Linked DNA regions of Arachis hypogaea: region 2 is linked to region 1. The links are chromatin contacts, called in public Hi-C maps. All regions are on one chromosome and are shown on one strand. Each heading gives the region's core, a stretch centred on a gene start, on an enhancer-like site or on the middle of the called end of the contact. The rest is flanking DNA. Distances are from core to core; before and after follow the strand shown. Region 1 holds the start of LOC112797052 (beta-glucosidase 10). Region 2 has its middle 39 kb from the start of LOC140184458.

Region 1 (5,810 bases), core at 1,798-4,297:
ATAATAAATATAATACACAAAAATTACAATTATAAAAGTATATAATGTCAAACAAAAGTTAATAAAAAATAAAAATAGTAAATAATAGAAAAAAGAGCTCATATAAAGAGAAATAATAAGAATTTTATAAATAATACAATAACATGTATAAAAGATAAATTTAGTAAAAAAAAATAAATATTGAGTGTCAATGACTAAAAGACCATTAGTAAAATGCAGAAGTTAAGAATTGTTGCTTCTTGTAAATCCGATTTTGAGTACATTATCACTTCTGCGTTTATAAAAAGAAAAATTAGCCAAACAAAAAAAATGAACTTTCAAAAAGATAGAACATATTTTTCTCCTTCCAACGTGCTTCCTCAAAATTTTTTTTATTCTAATTTCTTTATATTCAAAAATTAAACTTCGGTCTCTCCTCAAATTTTATACTAGCTCCACCTTTGAATTTTAAAAATATCATTAATGTAATTAAAATCTTAGAAATGATTTTAGTATACGATACCAATTTCAAAGACTTGTCTTGAGCTTAACTTATCCAAATACACATATAATGTAAGTAAATGTACCTAGTTTTTTTTGTCAGTGTAACTATACCTAGTTTTTAACACCTATCAATCCAAGCAACAAAAATGGTCAAATCAGTAACGAATCCAAAAAATTTTAAAAATGGGGATAAAAATTTATATATTAAAATAAATTTTGTTGAACATTATTAATTATATAAAGATATAAAAATTAAAAAGAGTTAGTAAATACTTTTTTTTTTAAGCGAATAGCTCAACACAATAGAAGTGGAGCAACCAGAATCACCCAAACTAAAAACAAACAAACTTAACAAGAATTACAACAACACAAATCCGTCCCCGTTGTCATCTCCGGCATAGCCATCAACAACTAAAGGCAGTGACGGATCCAGAAAATTTTAATAGTGGGGACAAAATTTATATAACATGATAATAATTTTTATAATAAAAACAATATGTGTATATAAAAATTAAATATTAAATTATCTATTAACCACTATATATTTATGTATAAATACATTTATTGTATAACTTATTTTCAATGTGTATTTTATATTTTATACAAATAATTATTTTTTATGTACATATAGTATGATTATTGTTATGATTATATTTTATTATTGTAAAATATGATTAGCCTTCAAAATATCTAATATACAAATTAAAACACTAAAATAGTAATTTAAATAATAATATATAATTTAAAATTCTACTTTTAGGTTTCATATTTTTAAAAAATTAAGTAATTTTTCTCTTAACACTACCATCAAAATTTCTCTCTTTTCATATATATTACTAAACAATTATTTAAAAATTCACTTCCCAACACAATTAGAAGCCGACTCTTATTGATATTTATAGTTAAAAAAGTTCCTTCAATTAATATAGTTGCTACGCAAAAATTAAAGCTAATTTGAAAAGAAGATAAATAATATTTTTTTGAGTTACTTTTTAAAAAAGAACATTAATTTCGTACTAATTTCGTTTAAATATGAGAATTGATCATTCTAACGAATATCTAATATAAAATTTTTAAATTGACGATTAAGTACCAAAAGTTGAGTAAAAAATTATTGTAGGATTAAATTTAATAATCTAATGGGGGCAAATAAATATTATTATTATTATATACTACTAAAAAAAAATTCTAAATTGTAATGGGGGCGCTTGTCCCCACACCACTGTACTTGGAGCCATCCCTGACTAAAGGGATCTCCACCGCTCCACTCGTTAGCACTATTCGAAGACATGTTGATAATTTCGTCAACTCCTTTGCTTGTGTGCTGAAAAATCTGCCTATTCCTTTCCAACCATAGGTTCCACTTATTTGATTTCTAAAACTTAAACTTAATTATTTTAATTAAATTATAGATAACTTAGTATCCTAACTAATTTTTTTTATGCACATTTAATAATAAAAGATTGAATCAATTGGCATATTAGCGCTTAACGATACACTAGTATTTATTAATTTAAAATTAACATTATATATAAATACTAGAAAAATTAAATCTGCATATGAAAAGTATGTTTATATAAAATAATAAAAACTTAATTTATAATTTTTTCTTTCTTTTTAAAATAATTAAATTTGTTATATATTTTTTAATTTAATTTTGATATAATGTTAGATGAAAGATTTTATGCATTTGTTTAATTATGTCTTGTAATTACAATATTTTTCATTATTATTTTTAAAAATAAAAAATATATTCTAAATTAGTAAATTAATCAATTCATTTTAAAATTTTATATGCAACATAGATACATATAATAGAATAAAAAATAAGCAATAAAAATGAATAAATTGAGAATAAAATAAAGTATATAAAGTCATGAAGAGAATAAAATATTAGATTAATATCTAAATTATAATTGTTTGAATTAAAATTTGTAATTAAAAATATCAAAAAGAGAAACAATGAAATTGGAAGATACATAGAGTCATAAAGAGCTATATAAAAAAACATGGACAATTTAAAATTTACCTTTTGATTGATGAAGAGAAGATGACCACTAGATAAAAAAAGAAAAAGAAGGTTGAAAATATAAAAATAAGAAGAGGGTTTAAGGGAATAAAGGAGTGACGACAAAAAGATTAAATTTAATTAAGTTAAATAATAATTAAAATAATAAAGAAATAAAAAAATTAATTTGGGACTTTAATCAATTAAATTTAATTTATTTATAGTAGAATTATTTAAAATTTAAAATAAAGACATATTATATATAATTATTTTTTTTTAAAATAAAAATAAAAAACACAATGAGGCCCAATACCTCTCATTGTTGTTATTGGGTCCGTCCGTGGGTCAAATACAAAGTCACTTTTTTTTTTAAGGAGAACAAATAAGAATAATTTTTTAAATTATTTATTCTACTATCATAGCCATGGCCCATGGAACAAAGACTAATGAACACGTAGCATCAATAGAAAACTTGAAATCTACGTAGCTACTCCAAAAATAAGATATTAATGTAAGCTTATATATGTATTGGGAGGGACCAACAAAAGGCACTTAACGACGTTGACCTTTAGTAATTAAGATGCTAATAAGAATAAATAAATAATGCAACAAAATATGTGTAGCGAAAAAAAAAAAAACACCGTTGAAGAAACCAGCAATAAGAATCTTAATCTCCTTTGATAATCATGAAGGATAAGGTAGAGTTGTTATTACTATGTGCAGAGGTTCTTGTAGCACTGCTGGTCCTCCCTTCATGTGTTTATACCTTGAGCAAAGATGAATTTCCAACTGAATTTGTTTTTGGTGCATCAACTTCAGCTTATCAGGTTCTTTTCTTCTCCCTTGTGATTCCAGAAAACTGTTGATGTTTCTAAATTTTTCACCTGCATGCACGTATTTATAATTGTGTGTGAAAATTAAAGGTTGAAGGTGCAGCAAATGAAGATGGAAGAAAGCCTAGCATATGGGATACTTTTGCCCATTCTGATAATGGTACTGTCCTTAGAAACATATATAATAGTCATAATCATAACATGGGTCATTTCTTCGATAATATTTTGTTAGTTATTTATTGTGTACTATAATATATTTTCAGGGAATTTGTATGATGGTGATGGAGACATTACTTGTGATCAATATCATAAGTACAAGGTATATATCTCTTTATGGAGTAACAGAACTATGGCACACACGTGCAGATGAAGAATTTATGAGTTTTGATTTGAATTCATGAATTGAATTTCCAGGAAGATGTTCAACTCATGGCTAACATGGGCTTAGATGCCTATAGACTTTCCATATCTTGGTCAAGACTTATTCCTGGTAAGGTCACTATACTTTTGTCTATCAGATATTCTTCAATTAATGTCTAAAACTAAAATAATGTCAAAAGTTTTCTGTGATTGACATGGATTTTGTTTGATTAGGGAGGATATATGATATATCTCCACTCTGCTCCGTCCACTAATTTGAATACATTAATTTTTCAATGAACTCGGAATTAATGCTATATTTGATTTTGACCATCATGTTTATGTGTTACCAGATGGAAGAGGAGAAATCAATCCCAAGGGATTGCAGTATTACAACAACCTTATCAATGAACTCATAAGCCATGGTTATTCTCAAGGCTTGATTTCACAATATTTATAGTTTGATTAATTCCTAAGAGATTTTCTTCAAACTTTCAAGTTATATGCTGAATGCTGATATATACATTTTTTATGATGTTTGCTTCAACTTGTAGGAATTCAACCACATGTGACATTACACCACTGGGACCTTCCACAAAAACTGGAGGATGAATACGGCGGATGGGTCAGCCGGAGAATTGTGTATGCTTCACAAACTTGATGTGATCATATCTCTATAACAATGTCGCCATCTAGTTAATGGTATTGTTGGATCAGTTAATGTATCTAAGGATGTGTGCTTGTAGGAAAGACTTCACAGAATATGCAGATGTGTGCTTCAGAGAATTCGGTGACAGAGTAAAGTATTGGACCACAGTGAATGAAGCTAATGTGTTTGCGATTTTCGGCTATGATTTAGGAATGTTGCCCCCACAACATTGTTCTCCTTCCCTTTACTTTAACTGCTCTAAAGGAAATTCCTCAACTGAGCCATATTTGGTAACTCATAATATATTGTTAGCACATGGATCAGCTTCCAGATTGTATAGGAACAAGTATAAGGTACTAAAAATGCTTATCATGTGCCACATTCACCCTTCTGCTTTGTTCTTTCATTAGCCTTAGAGATTCTCTCCGGGGTAAACTATTGCCAATTCTAGCCAGGAAAGATACAAACTAACTCGATAACCTTTAAAGATTAGATTAGTTCGACAAAATTTTAAAAAATGGATAGTTCTTTGGCTAGTTTTGTCTAATTAAACCAATCTTTTATGAGTATCAAGTTAATTTATATCTTTCATAGTTAAAACTGTCGGCGCTCAAATCTTTCATAGTAAAAAATAATAGTTTACTCTATTATTTGAAAGTTGGAAGTAAATGCTTCAAAATGCTAATCTTCATATAAATCTACAAAATGCTAATCTTCATTTGATTTGTGTTAAATGCAGGGGATGCAGAATGGGTTTGTTGGGTTTAATATCCTTACTGTTGGTCTTGCTCCACAAACAAATAGTAGTGAAGATATCACTGCTACACAAAGAGTTCAAGATTTCTATCATGGGTGGTAAGTTACAAACTTACAATCCTAGACCAGCTAGTTAATTATATATATCACAAAGTTCATAGTTTTTAATATTACATTAATTGTTACATTAGGTGCTTTGCTACTACATTAGATTTTGTGTATGATCTGTTATTACAGGTATCTACATCCCTTTATATTTGGGGACTATCCTGAAACAATGAAAAAGATCGTGCGCTCGAGGCTTCCTTCCTTCACGAAAAAGGAATCGAATCTGGTTAAGGACTCAATGGACTTTCTAGGAATAAACTTTTATTACTCATTTCTTGTCAAGAATAATGTGCAAATGGATCATAGAGATTACATGGCAGACATGGCAGCCGATCTTATATGTATGTTAATGTTACAAACTGTCTCATGTATATATATATTAGGCAACAATTTATAACTTTAGTTTCTGAAACTGATTTATGGATTAGTTTTTCTACATTAATCATGAAATTAAAATCAGCATACAGTCTTTAGTTCTATACTTAGGTGTAAGTCAGCACGTTCCTGAAGATTTGTATAATTTGTTAGTTTCTTTAGCTAACTAATGTTCTTTGGTTGTGGCAGTTCCTGATGGAACACCTTTTGAGGAGGTAAGAATTTAGTAGGAACCAGG
Region 2 (5,873 bases), core at 721-3,220, 230 kb before region 1:
ATATGTAAAAAAGTCTAAACATTGTCATATAAAAATTATTTTATATTTTGTAACAAATAAATTGCAATTTTTACTCGTAATGATTTCTTAATCTTTTAGAAAAATTAAAAAATTAAATAAATAAACAAAACAAATGATTCCACAATATTATTACGGAATAAATACTGATTTATGGACTATGGACTCCTGTCAAATACCATGAAAAATATATTCTAGATGGGTGAAATATACTAAAATCATTGACAAGATGTTGTGTCCTTTCATTAAGTGCCCTCTCTCCAATCAATTAGTAGGAGTGAAATGCATGCAAATGCAATCCATATTATATTATATTCCATTTATATAAAATCAAGTAGTACCAACAAAATAAGCCACGTATAAATTTATTCATTTTAGGAAGATTTCTAATCATGAAGATCATCGTTTAACGAATTGAGGTGTGAAGTGTGAGCTGTTTTAGATTTTCTTTTAATATTCAAATTTGTGATTTTTCATGTTCAAATAGAGTGTATTCTACATTATTTAGGATGTATTTTGATCATTGTCTAAGAATAGTAAGGATAGGAACACGGAAAGACAGAAGACTTTGGTTGTTCAACACAAGAGACACAAATTTTATTCCCTTCCACCTTGCGAACAACACAAATTGAAAGAGAAAAAGAAGTGGACTGATTAATAAAAGAGTTAATAAAATTATCTTCCTAACGTATCTTTGCTTTTTAATATATATTAAATCAATCACCATATATTTATATATAAATACATTAATTTATTGTTAATATGTATTTTTGTATTTTAACATATATTCTATACTTACACACGCAAACGCAAAGATATTTAAAGGTTCTCATCCACTACTTGACTTAGCTAAGCTTCAAATTCGGATGCAACACCTTATACACAAAAGTTTATCACTAAATTAAAGCCTCAACTGCTATGTTATTTCTTTAAAATATAAATCTTAAAATGTCTTTGTTCATCCTAACCAAATATAATACAAAGATAATTTTTATATACATGTTTCTATTTTTCTACTATTCTAAGACAGGAAGCAAATGCAGTCTTAATTATTAATAGAAGTTACACTTTATTTAGTAGTGACAAAAAGAAATTTAAAAAAGAGAAAAAAAAAGGTAATCTAATCACTTCTTGTAAAAAGAATATATGGAGAGCATGAAAAGTTTTGCTTCCAGCAGCTAGAAAAGTAGCAATGCAGCAATGAACCAACCCTAGCTAATATAATAGTGAAGGCTCAAACGCAAGAGTATAACAATTTCATTGGTGAAAGGCTACCTAGGATCATAGCTTTAGAAAAAATTGCAATTGGGAAATGGACATTACAACATGATTATGCACACAATGGTTACAATATGAAAATTTGAAGATCACATCTTACAACTACAAATTGACGTCCCATGAAACGACCTTAAAATTGACAATTAACAATGTGTGTAATCACAAATATCACTAAACAATCCTTAATCAACAAAACGAAATCTAATTGGGTGTTGGCCCTAAACAATGAAAGCTGAAAACAAACATTAAGCCAATCAAAGAGTAATCATTAACCAATACTCCTACCAATTTTTCACTTCGACATCAAAACGATAATTGGGTATTAATGAAAAGAAAGAAAAAAGTTAAATAGTGCAAATGTAATTATGTAACAGAAATAGCATAGCATTTTCGTGAAAATGTCATTACGTTGTTGCTTGAAAAATATATTTGACCTAATGGCCATAGTCAGTTTTCCGTCCATTTGGATTTGCTTCATATTTCAATGTCATTTTTTTTTAATAGGGTGGAAATGGTATCTTCAATTCTGTCCCTTTTATAAATTAAAACACAAAAAACAAAAATGCACAATCATTTTAACTGGGCTGAAACCATGTTTGGATTTTGTCAGAGAAGGCGGAATGTTGAGGTCTCTCTTCTTTCTTGGTTGTCCAGTGGGCCTTAACTAAACCCATGTGGGATCTAAAATGCAGATTGAGTTCTTGTTATAATCAAGACAAAAAAAAAAGGGTTCATGTTACACCTATATGCATGAGAATTCAATTTAAATTTTGTTTCTGATGTTTGTTAAAAATTTGAAAAGTATCTTTAATATTTAATTTTGTTCCTAAATTTTAATTAGTTTAAAATTTATCTTTGACAATTCATATTGTGTAAATCAATGACGGAAGTTAGTACTTGGCAAATGAAAGGTCTAATGTGGCAAGTATTGATTGTGCTAAGATATTTTTTCTCAATTTTTTTTTATCTTTTTTGTTAAAAATAAAATATTTGAATTAAGAAAAAAAAAAGAAGAAGAAGAAGAGAGAAAGGTCATACTCTAAATCCTTAATGTCTAATTTGCTTCTTGTAGATTTAAGGCCATTGATGCTCCAGAAGACTTAGTTTGGTTTGTTAGAGGTAGCTAAATTTGTAACTTAACATGAAAATCATAAAGTCTTTAACATGCTCTTTAAAAGTTTCATTTATGTCTACCAATACAATTTGCTTAATCTGAAATGCCTTTTTTCTTGAAATATGTACATTCTACTTGCTAAGTATCCTACTTTGATGGTACTTAACTATAACTTAAAATTCTCTTCCACCTTCTTTTTGAAAACCTCAGCAAGCCACTAAAACTTCATCAGTTGAATCTCAAATACAAAATTATAAGAGTGATGATTGTTAACACTTTTTTAACTACCAACTATCTTCGTTTTTCCATCTTCACTGCATATGTCCACCACCCACCCTCTCACTTATAATGCCTTATATCCTTCAACTCCTTGTGCACAAGAAATTTCCTCTAGACCTTTTTACACCCTTCTTCATCATCTTCGCTAGCTATCTCTTCTAGCTCATCATTATTAGCCTATTCATCATCACTTAAACAATAACTTAATCTCTCCCCAACAGTCTTCTTATTGACCATTGCAGTCATAGTTTTCTTGGTCTGCTTTATTTTGTGGTGCATTTTTCTTAGAGTAATCTCAACATCAAACAATGGAGCATCTCTATAAAAATTATCTTCACTGTTACTAAAGTAGAGATCTGAATCTACTTCATAATCTCAATCATCATTATCTACATCTTCATTATTCTTCTCATGATTACTTTTATCTACCACTTATCCATCACTAATATTTATGGACCCTCATTTCAACAGTTACTTGAACACCTACCTGGGCCTCCACTTTAACAACTTGGGCCTTCAGAACATCATTTGACCTAAGATTAGCTTCTACATTCTCCCAACCAACTTTTTTATCAGCAACCTTGCTTCCATCCCCGACATCCATATAACACATAATATAGAAAAACTTTTAAGTATATCGGTATATCAGTATTTTAGTAATTTTTAACTGTTGATCTTAATTATAAAAATATAATATAATATATATAATTAAGATCAACAGTTAAAAATTACTGAAACACTAATATACTGTTATATTTGAAAACTTTCCCATAGTATAACACGAAATTTTTTGACGCTAAACGTCTTTGTCTCTACAAGCAAGTTTTTTCTCCGTGCAGGTTACCGTTTTCTTTTTTCCAGAAGCTCCATGGAAGCTTCAAGTGAACAAACAAAATGAAGGACATCGCAGCAGGAGCTGGACCTCCTTCACCGAAGAAAAAAGAAAGTTAGAAAGGGAGGAAAAAATTTTCAAATAAAGTTTTTAGAGTCCCAAGAGAGGAGCCATGGATGGTAGATGAAGAATCTAAAAAGAAAATAGGAGTTTAGAAGGATTCCATATCTTTTGCTGAAACCGATAAAAAGGGGCCTAAGATTAGTCAAGTGGAAGATGAGAAGGAGAACCCAAGGTCATCAAAAGAAGAAAAAGATATGAAAGAGAGCTCAAAAGAGGAGGAAGTTAACTCTGACGAAGACCCTAAAGGAGATTCTAATAGCGAGCACCAAAGGATGTCACGGTAACCAAGGTAGATGAGGGGTTGTACAACATGCGCTTATATAAAGAAACCATCATAAAACTTTGGAAACCTTGGTAGAATTCATTGTTAGTTAAATTGGTGGGAAGAAAATAGGATATGTAGTTATGAAAAGAAGGTTAGAAAGCATGTGGAGTGACAAAAGAAGCATAGATGTTATAGACTTGGTCATGACTTTTACTTAATTAAATCCTACTCACAAAAAGATTTAGACTATGTTCTTTTTGAGGGACCATGAAAAATCTATGACCACTACCTAGTTATGAGATGTTGGAAACCAAATTTTAATCCCTTTTTCGGCTACTATAGACAAGATTACAACATAGGTGAGGCTTTCAGGTCTACTAATTGAGTTATACGACAGAAATATACTTAAAAAATAGGAGAACTTATAGAAAAGGGTTGTAAAAGTGGATACCAACACAACTAATACGTACAGAGAAAAGTTTGCAAGACTTTGTGTAGAGATAGATCTAACAAAACCATTAATAGGTAAATATATGATTAATGGTATTTACTTTAAAGTGAAATATAAAGGCCTAGCTACACCAAATATATTTTTTATGCAGAAGAGCAAACCATGACAAAAAAAATGTATCATGAGAAGGGAACAAAAAGAGAGTGAAACTGAAAGAAATCAATAAGAAAGATATGGAATTATATCTAACCAAGATGGCCAACATGAAGAAAGTAACGAAAAGGAAGACAATAGAGCAAAGGATAAGGAAAAATAAATTGTAAAACAACTAAGTGATAATTCTGAGCCATAGATGATTGTCCAAAGATCAAAAAGAGAAAGAAAATGAGAAAAAGAGGGCGACAACAAAAATAGAGCGGGAACCAATAAAGCAGGGGGCAAAAACACAAGTAATTCTAGATTTCAAGTGCTGGAGGTAGAAGAAGTTGAGGGAGGAAATGAAGGAACTATAACCATAGAGGAACATAAAGCAACAATAGAGAACACGTAAAGGAAGACAATTAACCAAAAACTAAAGACTAAACCGACAAACACCATGAACCAAAAACAGAAAAAGCAAGTAGAAGAGAACCGAAAAATTTCGGAGGAACTTACACAAAACCATGCTACAGAAATAGTAAGAAAAAAATAACAGGTCAATCTAAATTATCCAAATGAAAGCAATGGATATAGATTAAATCAAAACAACACAATGCAGTGAAAAATATTTAATCACCATCAAGACAATTGGCACGAAAATAATTACGAAAGTCCAACTATAGATCACATGGAGAAAGAGGTTGACATTTTTCAGTAGAGTAATCCCCTAAAAAGAAAACCTCCTGATCCAGTAGTCTAAGGTAAGGAGGAAAACGTAACAAGAGACTTAGAGATAAAAAATATTTTTTTAGAAGGCATAAATTTCATATTCCACCAATGGAGGGGTTAAAGGAAGAAGAGATGCAGATTAATTAGGTGATTTCCTTACGACTTAGAAGATGTGGTCTTTGATGGTTCTCCTATCATTTTATCTTGTTTTAATGATCATTCTCAATTGGAAAATAAGAGATGTGGCTAACAAAGCTTTTAGTTGTATCTTTAAAGAGGTCTCTAACCATCACAAATCTAATTTAAATATACTTGTGGAGCCTAGATGCAGAGAGAATAAGCCTTTAAAGTTATTAAAAGCTTAGGATTTACCAGTTACATCATTCAAGAGGCGCAAGAGTACTCTGATGGAATATGAATCTACTGTAATAAACAGGACATTTGATAAATACCAGTGGCTAAGAGAAGGGAAGTTAAATCTTGGCCTCTTTTAATTTTTGCTTTCAAACTAGGATTCTGTTAAGATATTTTGAGTAGAAAAGTATGAGACACTTTAGTTTTATCTCTTGACGCGGTAGGAGGCAAAACAAAGTTACAAGTAAGGTGTATTACATTGAAGTATAGCTGGATAAAAGAATCAAGAGAT

What was found. A called contact is a pair of places that touch in the nucleus more often than the background predicts.
Region 2: a Hi-C map of leaf shows a contact between it and region 1, with 4 times the contacts expected there. The contact joins the enhancer-like site here to the promoter of LOC112797052 in region 1. A contact is called at or near these places in 4 of 8 Hi-C or Micro-C datasets (leaf and an unstated tissue).

Annotation. Positions count from the first base shown.
Region 1 is chr4:100,346,013-100,351,822 of arahy.Tifrunner.gnm2.J5K5, reverse strand. It overlaps LOC112797052 (beta-glucosidase 10), which reads left to right and starts at 3,047. Exons shown (of 13, transcript XM_025839804.3): 1 at 3,047-3,318; 2 at 3,415-3,484; 3 at 3,588-3,643; 4 at 3,739-3,814; 5 at 4,038-4,109; 6 at 4,239-4,326; 7 at 4,431-4,686; 8 at 5,073-5,188; 9 at 5,327-5,538; 10 at 5,762-5,787. The coding sequence starts at 3,178.
Region 2 is chr4:100,575,743-100,581,615 of arahy.Tifrunner.gnm2.J5K5, reverse strand. No RefSeq gene overlaps it. Among protein-coding and RNA genes, the nearest start is that of LOC140184458, 39 kb to the right of the region's middle. Within about 2 kb of position 1,970, at least 2 of the 3 cell types and tissues checked have open chromatin away from gene starts, as enhancers often do.